Linked DNA regions of Mus musculus: region 2 is linked to region 1. A link is a contact called in public Hi-C data. All regions are on one chromosome and are shown on one strand. Each heading gives the region's core, a stretch centred on a gene start, on an enhancer-like site or on the middle of the called end of the contact. The rest is flanking DNA. Distances are from core to core; before and after follow the strand shown. Region 1 has its middle 32 kb from the start of Gm28380. Region 2 has its middle 81 kb from the start of Gm28380.

Region 1 (6,140 bases), core at 1,100-3,599:
ACCGGGCTGGTGACGTAAGAAAAGGAAGAGACACCAGCGGAGAAGCTGGGTGAGGGCAGAATGGGAGTCAACCGCTGAAGCCAGATGATTGCTCTCACAGGTGGCTGGCCGCATGGCATGATGGTCTTGCACTTCCAGCCCCCAGAGCTGTGAGAGAATAGATTCACATTGCACCATTTGCTGAGTGTGAGGGTATGTTGTTAGGGAAGCCTGGACTGCCACCTCTCACTGAGCACTGACCCCACCCTGAGAGAGTTCCTTCTGCTACCCACTTTACCCTATACTGGGGAGACCACACATGCTTCCCCGGTTTATTTTTTTATTAAGAACATGGCTTTGGTTCATGTATGCCAGGTCAGCTCTCTACCAGTAAGCTACACCACCAACCCTCTTTATTAGGCTCAGGGTCTCACTTAGTTATCATGCTGTAGGCAAATCCATGGTAGCACTTGGCTCAGCCCAGTGTAGCCTTGGGCTATATTAGAAAGCAAGCTGAGCAGGCTGTAGAAGGCAGGTCAGTAAAGGGTGTTCCTCTATGGCTTCTGCTTCAGTGTCTGCCCTGAGTTCCTGTCTTGGTTCCCCTAATGAAGGACTGTGATCCAGACATGGAAGCCAAATGGACCCTTTGCTCCCCAGGGAGTGTATGTGTGTGTATACACATGCATACATACATTTATGTGTATACATACACACATATGTACATATGTGCATGTATATGTATATTTACATAGACATGCACATATGTACATATGTATATGTATATATGTATTTATATTTCATATTTAGCATGTATACATCATAGCCCTCTAATCCATATACCCCATACCCTCTACACTCTACCCCCACAATCATGCACACTACAAACATTCATCAAGTCCCATATCCTCCCCAATCCATATCATATGTGCCATATACACAATGTTCTCCATACTCTTGACAGTTTCCCTTACATACACTTTGCATGCCCTGTATATACACACCATAAGCCACACCAATCTCTCTCTCTCTTTCTCTCTCTCTCTCTCTCTCTCTCACACACACACACATACACACACACACACTGTACATACACATGTGGGATTTATCACAATTACTATACCACACTATACCCACCAAGGTTACTCACTCCTACATCACACATAACATTTACTATAACAATATATACCATATGTACTAAATACAAAACATAGCCCACACACCACATACTATATGCTCTGAATATCCTACAGCTACATATAATGATCACTCCTCACTTATATACCATAAATAGCATAAACAACCCCACAACCCCCATTCCCCAACATATATCACATTTGCTTCTGAAATTACCATATTCTCATACCATATATCACATATATCATATACCACACACCAGTGAATATAAACATCATGTAGCATATATATTCACCCATATTACATATACCATATAACATACTGACTTACTCATACCACACACACCAATTTCACATGCCATATATACCACACACATACCATTCCACACATACTGTATGTGTACTACATACCCTATATGACACACACATTCATTCTATATCACATTACATATATCACACATCTTGTATAACCCACATACACACACCCTACACCACACTCTCATTTGTCCAACTCCTTACACAAGCATACCCAAACCTATGTGTATATTCCCGAACGTTGTTTTCATTGCTAGAATCTTGGGTATGGGGACTGGGGATGGAGCCTGGTCTCCTACACCTCCCTTTCCATGCAGGAGTGCCCATTGCTGAAGGACTCGGTAGGTTCTTATGGTGTGTTGACAGTGTCTTCCAGTGGCTGTGCTGGTGCTAACCTGGGTTACCCATGAGCATGGTAGATGATGCTATCTTAGGGCTGAGTGGGACTTAAATCAGCCTGCTGCCCTGAGGAGAGCAAGGAGATGGTGGGGGTTGGTCTGGAGCTGAGACACAGACACATTTTTTTTCTTTTTTTTTTTTTTTTTTTGTATCTCCAGTGAGTCGGGTAGCAGCTGCATGAAGCTGGTTTGATTGTACAGATGCTGTTGGAGCTGGTAGGGGAGGCAGTGTGTCCTGTCCTTCTGGACAGACAATGGAAGTGTCTTGCTGGGGTTTGTTGTTTGCTCTGCAGAGTAGGGATGCTCAGTCACACACCGGATGGACTCTGACTCTCTTGGATTCTAATGTTCTGGGGCCTGTGGACCTCAAGGGACGCCTAATCCTCATAATAGAGGTGACCTTTGGATACTAGGATTTTTCCAGAACAACATAGAAAGTTGGACTTGAGGGAGGGTGGACAGATGGTGGCCTGTATAAAGGCCTGTGGTTTGTGGCTCACGTTTAGTGATATCATCCTGGATAAGGTCTGAGTCAGCTTTTAGCTGGCACAGGTTCCTAAACACTGCTCAGTGGGCCAGGGCCTCCTTCCCATGATGCCCCACATCCCACAAAAGACTTTCCAAAAGTTGCCTCTCATTAGCCTCACCTTTGGCCTACATGGCTGAGGCTGGGGGTGGGGTTCACATTCTTACAAAGTGTTTAGAATTGTTCAAAAGTGGGAGAGGCCGCCCTTTGATCACAGTCTGAGTGGATATTGCGCTCTGGCCATCATCATTCTGACAAACTTCCTCCCCTCCCAAGCCTCCCTCCCCGCCCCACTCAGAAAGGCCCGGAGCTGGGCTGGAGTGACCTGGACTGTGGGTCCTCCTGCACCCTGCAAGGTCGGCTCACCATGGCAGTCAGCAGCTATTTTCATGGCCTCCCTTCCTGTAGGGCCTGTTCCCCAGAGGGAGTCTGTGGGCCTCCTCTCAATAAAAACTCACCAAGGACTTAGACATAAGGAATCCTTCTACTGCAGGGCTGATTTCCCCCTTATCCCCCCCGCCAAGGCCTGATCCAGCCCTGAGAATTCTAAAAGCTGGGGCCCTGGATTGTTCTGATTCCACAGAGCCAGTGTCGCTGTGGGGCCAGCAGGGGCTGTGGATAGAGGACAGAAGAGATGAGAACTGCTTTGAGGACAACTGTTGGTTGCAAGGAGGCCCTTCCCCCGCTTCACATCCTGGTTCATACTGTTGGGAGAGAGTAGAATTCTCTAAATGTCTTCAACCCATACACTTGGGGAGACTTTGGGACAGAAAGGAAGTGGTTCAGAGTGGTCCAGCTCTTGTGTTCTGCTCCTACATGGATGCTCGCTAGTACCTTGAATACTTCTACTACCTTGAAGAGGGGAGGCCCAGCCTCAGGACACTTGCCTGCCTGGCACCCTAGCCTCCATAGCTTGACCCTCCTACTACCATTCCTACCCAGGCTTCTTGGATGCTGTGGGCCCCTCCCTGATCATTCCTGCTCTGAAGCCATGTCTGATCTCAGGGATGTTGAGCCCTCTTCTGCTTCATCTTCTGTTTCCAGTCACCTACCCTGACCATACATAAATGGTCTGATGGGTCTGTGTATGCCATTTACTAGAGGCCCTAAGGAGTCCCATGGTTTTGTGGGGACTTCATACCAGAGGTCTGTGGGGTAGAGCCATTTTTCATGGCAGATCTGCTGCCCCGAGGGCCACTCCAAGCCTATCCCGGATGGATCTTTATTCTGTGTCAGGGATGAGCTTGCCTGGCTTGCGGACCTCTGAGTGGAGCTAGAGCCCTCCTTTGTGCCTGCCCACCCTATTTGCTGGGTGAACCACAGGCTCTGGCCTACCACTGAGGTCCACCCAGGAAAAGAGAAGCTCTTTGGATATATTCTAGGCATCATGTACACCTCTTGGAAGTTGGTCTTTGTGTATCATTCTATGTAAGTAAAACCACCACCACCACCACAACAACAACAACAATAAAGCAAATTCAAGGAATTACAAGAGGCTAAACACAAGGATAGAAACAAAAATAGCTCCCTCCAGGCCTATCTGCTAATGGGGCCCCCTGCAGACCAAGATCTGAGCAGTGACAGTCTATATCTGTAGAGTGGACAGAATGAGATTACAGCCCATCGGGTGAGACCAATCATTGGCTAAGAGGTGGGTGGCACTGAGTACTCTGTAGGTGACAAAGGGAGAAGCCAGAGGAAATGCTTCCCCACAAAGAGGGCTCAGCTTTTCCTGGCTTTACAATCTAACTGTGGGGAAAGGGTTTCCAGGAACATCTTTACATTTCAAGGTTTACTGATTTCTGTGTTCTGTCCTGGGTCTCTGTGTTCCCTCTTTCTTGGTCCCCATGTTCAGTTCTTCAGTACCTGTACCTTTGGTGTTGGGTTCCTGAATCCTCGTAAGTGGGCTCCTGTGTTCTCGTGATGGCTCCCTCTGTTCTGTAAATCATGGGATCCTGTAATGTCAGCTAATCCCCAATCCAAACTTCTGGGATTGTAATGGCCCAGGGTCACCGAAGGGTCCATGGAGCTTCAACCCCAGATACCTCAAACATGAGGACGGCAGGAATTTGCTACCTACCTCCTCCCAACCTGATGCTATAAAGCCAACTGTCATCCCTAGAACCTTCATCCCTAGCAGGACTTTATTACCCTGACTGTTATAAGGCTTCCCTCATTGTTTGATTCCCCCAGACCTTACCGCCCCGAGTATGTAGATGTCTCATCTTCCAACATGTCTGCCACACAAACCCTGTCCCAGAGACCCTGTCCACCTCCCCAGGGATATAAATACCCCTTTCTCCCCACCCCCCATAAAGGAACGGGTTCTCCAAAGCCTGCTCCCAGATGTGTTCTTCACTCACCCGAGCCCCATTAAGCTTCCCTCCCTCCAGTCCAGCCTGGTGTATGAGGAGCCTGGCTACTCAGAGGGAGAAGTGGACACAGGTGGTGCCAACCTATCCAGGCTTCTTCTGTGTAACAGGAGGGGTGGGTCCTAGTATGTGAAAAGAAAGACTCTTGTCACAAGGATACCTAGTGGCATTTGTCTCTAAAAAGTGATGATACATTTTGGGCCCGTGGATACCCTCAGTAGACTTACTTATCACGCATGGACAGCAGATCACATACTTCCTGTTTTATCTGAATCTTATCTCACTACCAGAATTATTCCCTCTCTGCCCCATGACTGTGGGTGCAACCTGATTGGCTGCCTCCCACTCCTGTGTCTGGGTCTTCTCTGTTGTGATGGATTATACCTTCAAACAGTGAGCCCAAACACACCATCCCCCCTTCTGTTTCCCTTGTAGTCTCTGTCTCTGCAACAAGGAAAGAACTACAATGTATTCTGTGTTCTTTGTGCACACTCTTTCTCTGGCAAAGTCCGACTTGCTTACTAGCCTCGAAGGGTTCGAGCAGGAGCTGAGCATCCAGCCCCTGATAGAGTTGGCGTGGGTGGGACAGGGTGTGGCAGATGGAGGATCCGATCACTGGTCCAGCCCAATGTCTTCATCCCATGGGCCTTGTAAAGTCCTAGTACTGGGAATGGGAGTGGTCACATCTTCCTTCCCAAGTCCTGTAGAAGATAATGCCCATGACCTGGATGAAGAGGGTCCCCCTAGCCCAAGCTCCCCACAGGCTCCTGGCAGCTCACCTGGGGCAAGAGTCCGAGGCAGCCTGCAAAGGTGAGAGCTGTGCATCCTCCTGAGGCCAGACCTGTTGAATGGGCTGTTTGTGTTTTATGAACAGTCCAGGACTGCAGGAATGTAGCCCAGCCCACAATGGGTAAGAAGGAGCTGGAGTTGAGAAGTCCTAATAAAACAACCTTCCCAGGAGGGGAGCCTTCCCATGAATCACATTGAAGGTGATAACAACCCTTTTGGCAAATGCATTTTCTCTCCCTGGAGTCTAACTATGAGTAGAACACAAAGGGCTCTGTGACAGCAAAGCTGCCTGCCAAGTGGATGCTGTCAGGGTCCTTTAAGCGATTTTTATTCCAGGCTGGTTCTGGCCAGGAGTTTAGAGGATGCTGATGGTGGGTGAAGTGCCTTGAGTCTGATTGTGGGTAACAGACATGAGTATCTATCGGTGTCTCAGTCAGAGCAAAGAAAGTTAGAACACCTTGCTATTAATCTTACTTTTTTGTTTCTTTGTGCTTCCCATGTGTGTGCAGGTGCATGGTTTTGTGTGCATGTGTGTGTGTGTGTGTATGTGTGTGTAGGTCAGTTCATTCATTCATTCATTCATTCATCTTTTCTTTTCTTTAGTGACAGGATCCTTTCATTAGCCTGG
Region 2 (6,140 bases), core at 2,478-4,977, 110 kb after region 1:
GTCTCTCGGTTAAAACTCTCGTGCTTATGCTTTCCCTCTGTATGGCTTTCCAGGATCGATTTTATGGTAATCAGACTCATATTCATCGGAGAATATTTAGAAAGTAAATGAAAGTTATAAAATTACAGAGACAAAACAATGATCTGAGCACAAGCCCAGATGCAGCGTCATACATCTTGGCTTGTTTACTTCTTGAGCTTCGGATGCTTTTAAACACCACCAGGATCGCAGTCCACATGCACGCCTTCCTCAGCTTCTCTGCTTATTGTGCTCTCTGAGAACACACGGCTTTACTTATGAATGGTGTGGTTCTCTTGGATAATTCCTTCCTTTATTTTCTATATCCCATGATTTCCTTCCTTTTTGATTTTTTTTTTTAAACCAGGGAGGTTTTTTTTTTTTTTATCCATTTCTGTCTTACTTGAATGTATAGATTATTTATCTTTAATTATTTTATTTTCAATGAAATATCTGGGGATTGATTTTTTTTCCCCTATCTTCATTATATACCCTTATTAAAGTTAGACTCTATGGAGGTACACTAGGGGGCACCATTGAGTAGCTGAGTGCCCCACCCCACAAAACTTCTGATTTCAACGAACTTCTTTTTGTGAACATTTGCTATATAAATACAAATATTGTCTCAACATTATTTTTCACAGCTGGTAGCATCTCCTATGCTAATTTGCCTTAGTTTAATCCATCAAACCAATGTTTCTAGCTGGTCAGCTTTCATCTGTTCTAACATCTTGTCCTTGAAAACACTCCTGTAGTTAGTATATTTCTGACATAACATTTGGACATGTTTACATGTCGGGAAGAGGGGGATTAACTTGGTAGAGGAGATTTCATGGGGTTAGGGAATGGGGATCCTTTGGAAATTGGTGGTGGTGGTGGTGGTGGTGGTAGTGGGGTGTGTGTGTGTGTGTGTGTCTGTGTGTGTGTTGTGCATCTCAAGTCTCAGGACAATGCCCCTCCTGTCCAGGTTTTATGGCAGTTTTGCATTTGGTTTTGTAGTGTGTGCACATGCGTATGTGTGTGCCTGTGTATTCATGTGGTTGTAGCTGTCTGTGCCTATGTATTTATGTGGGTGCCTGTGCCTGTATGCTCATATTTGTGTAGAGAACAAAGGACAATCTTGGGCCCTCTGCTGCCCAGGATCTCTCTAGCTTATTGGAGAAAGGGTTTCTGGCTGGCCCAGAGTTCTCTGAATAGAATAGGCTGGCCAGTGAAGCCCCGGGGAATCTATCTCCACAGCTTCGGGATTATAAGTATGCGCCATCATACCTGGCTTTTGTATGTGGGTTCTGGGGATCAAACTTGGGTCCTCGTGCTCGTGAGGTCAGTGCTTTGGCACACTTACCTTCTTCTTCTCAGCTTTCTTCTTTGTGATGGGAAAACAGGGTGTGGCCTTCTTTAATGACTGGTAAGATTATATGTTCTTGTAGTTTATACAGCATGGACAATTATGGTCTTGATCTCGTTACTTACAGCTTTTTAAATGCTGTCAGTGTATTGACATTCTGCCTTGAACTTGATATTATATAAGCATTGTGCCCATCCTGGCTGCAAACACTATGAACATCTTGGATTTCCTGTCCTATCTTGTTGCTGTAAAGCAGGGTGATGGTTTGTATATGCTCGGCCCAAGGAGTGTCACTATTAGAAGGTGAGGCCTTGCTGGAGTAGGTGTGTCACTGTTGGCTTGGGCTCTAAGACCCTCCTCTTAGCTTCCTAGAAGTCAGTCTTCCACTAGTAGCCTTCAGATGAAGATATGGAACTCTCAGCTCCTCCTGCACCATGCCTACCTGGATGCTGCCATGCTCCCACCTTGATGATAACAGACTGAACCTCTGAACCTGTAAGCCAGCCCCAATTAAATGGTGTCCTTATAAGAGTTGCCTTGGTCATGGTGTCTGTTCACAGCAGTAAAACCCTAGCAAGACAAACATTTTTATGTGTTTTCTCTCTTTATACTTTTTGTCATTGAGACCATGCAAGAAATTATTTACCCCATCTTATGGCTGGGTACATACTTAACTAACATTTCTTTTAGAACTTTTATAATCTTATTTTTATTTAGTGCTTATCGTTTTAAATACAACTAAAATGATTTTAGCTCGAGATAGAGAGCAGGGTTTAGCTTTATGACTGTATACCTGTTAGCTACTCAATGCCACATAGTAGGGAACTGTAGCTGTAGGCTTCCTGTGGGCCTGAAGTGTCACGGTGACTGTATACTTAACTCATACTCACATAGACATGCAGGTCAAAACCCGGAAGACTAAAGCACACTCCTGAGCCAGGAGTCTAGCAAGTGGCTGCTAAGGTTTTACAGACAACGGTCTCTGAGAATCAAGTATGTGCATGCTGGATGACTGTCATAGGCTCATGGGGATCCCTTGAGGTCATACCCCAACTGAAACAGGTCTTCCTGAGCATAGTTGGAAGGTGCTTAGTCAATCCTGGCCTCAGTTTCAAACCATCACAATTCAGCTTCCCTATGTTTAGAGTTTGAGGTTCCAGGTGGAGAATCAGGGCTTTTTTCCCCCTTCAACCCACTGAGCTAAGCACAACGCCTCCTCTCAAGTGGGTTTTCCCAAATAGCACACTGACTTAGTCACTGTTCTATTTCTGTGAAGAGAAACCATGGCTAAGGCCACCCTTATGAGAGGAAGCATTTCATTCTAGCCTGGCTTACAGTTTCAGAGGGTTAGTCCATTACCATCATAGTGGGGGGCATGACAGCAGGCAGGCAGACATGGTGCTGGAGCAGTAGCTGAGAAGTAAGCCCTGATCTTGTAGGCATAGGGAGCCTAGGCCTGACACAGGCCTTTGAAGCCTCAAAGCCCAACAGCAGTGACATACTTTCTCTAACAAGGCCACACCCCCTAATCCTTCTAATCCTTTCAAATAGTTCCACTCCCTGGTGACTAAACATTCATATATATGAGTTTATAGGGGTCGTTCTTGTTCAAATCACCATGCAGTCCCTGAGACAAAGACCTGAACACAAATAGTTATTCCAGAAAGTGCTGCAGGAGATTGCCACTTGAGATGGGAAGAAAACTCATAGAAGGGTTGCCAATGACCTCTGTGGACATCTTGGTTTAGTCCCTCTGGAGTTAATGACCCACTGTAAAATGTACCTTAGAATCAGTGAGGCAGAGACAACTGTGCTATTTATCCACTACCTTCTGCTAGTCCCCAGGAGGGCCATGCCAAAGACCCTTGAGTCCCTGATTCCCCTAGTCCAAGTGTCCTCTGTAGATAAAGCCTTATGATAGAGTCACAGGCTCTTCTAGTAGAAGACAGTGGGGACTAGGAAGACAGACACCAGTTGTAACTGCCAAGTCACAAGTCTGAGTGCACGTTGTCCATTAGTTGCTTTCAAGCTGGGTTGCTCCAGGCTGATGTTACCATGGTCTTTCCCTTATCTATCAAATTCTGAGTTAGTCCAGCTCTGTGACTAGAGAAAGAAATCACAGCAAACAGTCTTTTCCATAGGAATCCTGGCATCACCCCAAAGCACTAGTTTTCTACCTTCTTATAGAAGAGCTAGGCACAACATGGGGCTGCACACACAGATACCTCCTTCTCTCTGTGTATCTGCTGCTGTCATTCCTAGATCAACTGGCTTAGGAGCTAGCTCAGAGCCCAGGGTAGGACTGTGGGCTAGTCTGAGACACCACAGCCAGAACCCACTTTGCAGAGGTCAGGCATGCGATTCACAGTGACTCATCCACGAGTCACGGAAATGTTTATTCTCCTTTTTCAGAGTTTTGAAAGCTCACAAATGCTCCCCTCCCCCTGGCAAACAATTGCCATTTTTGTTTGAAGACACCAGCAGAGCTCATCATTTTCATCTCCTACCATGTAGCAATGATGCACATGCCTTTGTGTTAGCTTAGGAAGAGCTAGAGTCCCAAGACAAAACTCTCATTCTTGTCCATTTCCTCTCTTGTTCTGTAGCAAACCCCAGATGACATGAGGGGAGGCCAGCCCAGAGAGCACCCCGTAGCGATGGTCTCTAGCCAATGCTGCTAAGCAGGGAATTCATCCTCGCTCACTGGCTTCTCTTCAAATATTTAGGTGGGGCATTTGCATCTCATATTTTAGTGACAGGGAGGGTGATAAATGAGATCATAAACCGAGTTCTGTTGTCATCACCTTGCAAGAGTTAAGTAGGATTAATTATAAAGAATCTGCCTGGGACTTCCCCTGTAGGTCAGGAGTTGAACGGATGGTCTTCAGTCTCCTGACGTACTCTTTGGACCAGAGGGTCTTGGCCTTTCCATTTGAGTTGTCTCTTCCTCCTAGGTCAGTGGGGGACTGAGGCTGTGAATTAGAACAATTTATTTCTACCTGGGAGTTAAAGGCCTGCAAGCAACCTCAAGGGAAGGTATTTTCACAGAGGTGTGTTCTCAGGGACCACCTTCTCTACAGCCCTGCGATTTGAGGCTGCCTACAGCTGGGCACTGCTGTGCTGGGGAGACCTCCACATGCGCCAGGTTGAGCAGGGCTGGAACCACAGGACAGGCATCATAGGGGAAGGGAGCTTGTGGGTGAGTGTCTTGGGCTCCTGGGTGGAGAAGGCACCAAGAGGGCTCCTCTCCACAGGGAACATGCAGTTCCTCCCAGGTGATGACAAAGGAAATGACTGCTAAGGCCTACGGCCATTCCCACCCCTGCCTGACACTTGCTAAGTGACATTGGTGGCAGCAGAGATGGAAGGAGAGACATGGGGGGGAGGCTACTGTGGGTCCAGAGATGTAGAGACAAACTGAAGGACCTGAAAAGCCACACCCACCTTAATCCATCTCCCAGTGGCTTTGGCATTGCAGCTCTTGTAGGAGGAGAGATGGAGTTTCAGGGGAGTCAGAGGCTTGGAGAAGCAGGTTTCTATGGAAAGGCTCAGCCTGGCTCAGCCAGGACTAGACTAGAGATCCAGAAGGGGCAACTGATCAGGGGCTGGAAGTTGTATTCAAGGGGAGTAGGGGGACCTAGTGATATAATCACCAATCTATAGCTCTTCTGGAATTTCATCAAGGAAGAAGTGGTTTTACGTGAAGGTTACTAGTAATGGTAACAGCAGTGTCCTCACTGAGAGACAATGGGGAGAGGAGGCAAAGGGGTGGAGGGAAGGGGAAGGAGAGAGAGGGAGGAATTGGGAGACACCATACCTTAGTTCTCTTTTCTGGCTTGTCAATGATATAGTCGACAGTCAAAGACAGCCTCTAGGGTCCTCCATCTCTTGATAATTGACAGCCTCTAGGGTCCTCCCATCTCCTGATAATTGACAGCCTCTAGGGTCCTCCCATCTCATGGTTTCCTACCGGTACCTAAGGTCAGTGGCGCCTCACTTGTCAGGGCTCCAGGCCACACCAGGTCCCTAAGTAGTGGCCTCCAACTAGAGTTGCCTCCCCAGAAGTGAGGTGGGCTGGCCGGACGCCTTCCCTCCCAGAGAGCAGAGAATCTTGCCAATGTTGTCAGCTCATTTGTTATCTATTCTTTTATTTAAAAAAAATTAGAAATTTTATTAACTCACAGCATCTAGAGAAGAATGCAGACTGCCACCCAATACTGGGGACAGATCTTCAATGTCAAAGCATGCACAAGAATGTCCTGTGGGCTTTGACAGATCAGAAGTCAGGTACTGCTAGCTGCCCTTGGCTATTCATCAGTGGTCTCTACCCTTCCTCTACTGCTGTGACCTTTGTTCAGCCCACGCTGCAATGACTGCGGGGTCAGTTGTTGCCTGGAATCAAGTGGATGTAGTCACCAGGCCGTGCGGGAATCCCATCTGGACACTGACCTGGAGTGTGGGTGCTCTTTGCATTTTGCCCTGCCTGTTCCATTCCCTCTGCCATGACTCTAGTTCTATCCTGATGAGGTCTCTCCATTCCTTCAAGACTTCAGCCAGAAGAATGAAGTATGGGGAGAAGACAGAGAGCTCCTTTGCAAACCTTGGATGTAGCCTTTTCTGGCTTTGTGAACTTGGACAAGCTGCCTCCCCTCATGGGAGAGGCATCTCAGCTTTGGGCCCAGGCCTTGTTCCTTTATCTGCATTTATGTATTTATGAAATACATATTGCACAGAGTGACGTATGTTTGAGTGTGTCATGGGTCTCCCATGAGGA

The links. Hi-C and Micro-C count contacts between places; a contact is called where the count stands out from the background.
Region 2: a contact with region 1 is called in a Hi-C map of pancreatic cancer cells, with 2.3 times the contacts expected there. The contact joins two enhancer-like sites. A contact is called at or near these places in 6 of 484 Hi-C or Micro-C datasets (the G1E-ER4 cell line, embryonic stem cells, nephron progenitors and 2 more), 2 of 115 datasets of contacts at active chromatin or transcription factors (the NIH/3T3 cell line and pancreatic cancer cells) and 1 of 9 other capture datasets (embryonic stem cells).

What each region holds. Positions count from the first base shown.
Region 1 is chr1:91,575,707-91,581,846 of GRCm38.p6, forward strand. No RefSeq gene overlaps it. Among named protein-coding and RNA genes, the nearest start is that of Gm28380, 32 kb to the right of the region's middle. Within about 2 kb of position 2,350, at least 25 of the 459 cell types and tissues checked have an H3K27ac peak or open chromatin away from gene starts, as enhancers often do. A contact at or near this core is called in the NIH/3T3 cell line and pancreatic cancer cells, where this site is marked.
Region 2 is chr1:91,689,189-91,695,328 of GRCm38.p6, forward strand. No RefSeq gene overlaps it. Among named protein-coding and RNA genes, the nearest start is that of Gm28380, 81 kb to the left of the region's middle. Within about 2 kb of position 3,728, at least 38 of the 459 cell types and tissues checked have an H3K27ac peak or open chromatin away from gene starts, as enhancers often do. A contact at or near this core is called in the NIH/3T3 cell line and pancreatic cancer cells, where this site is marked.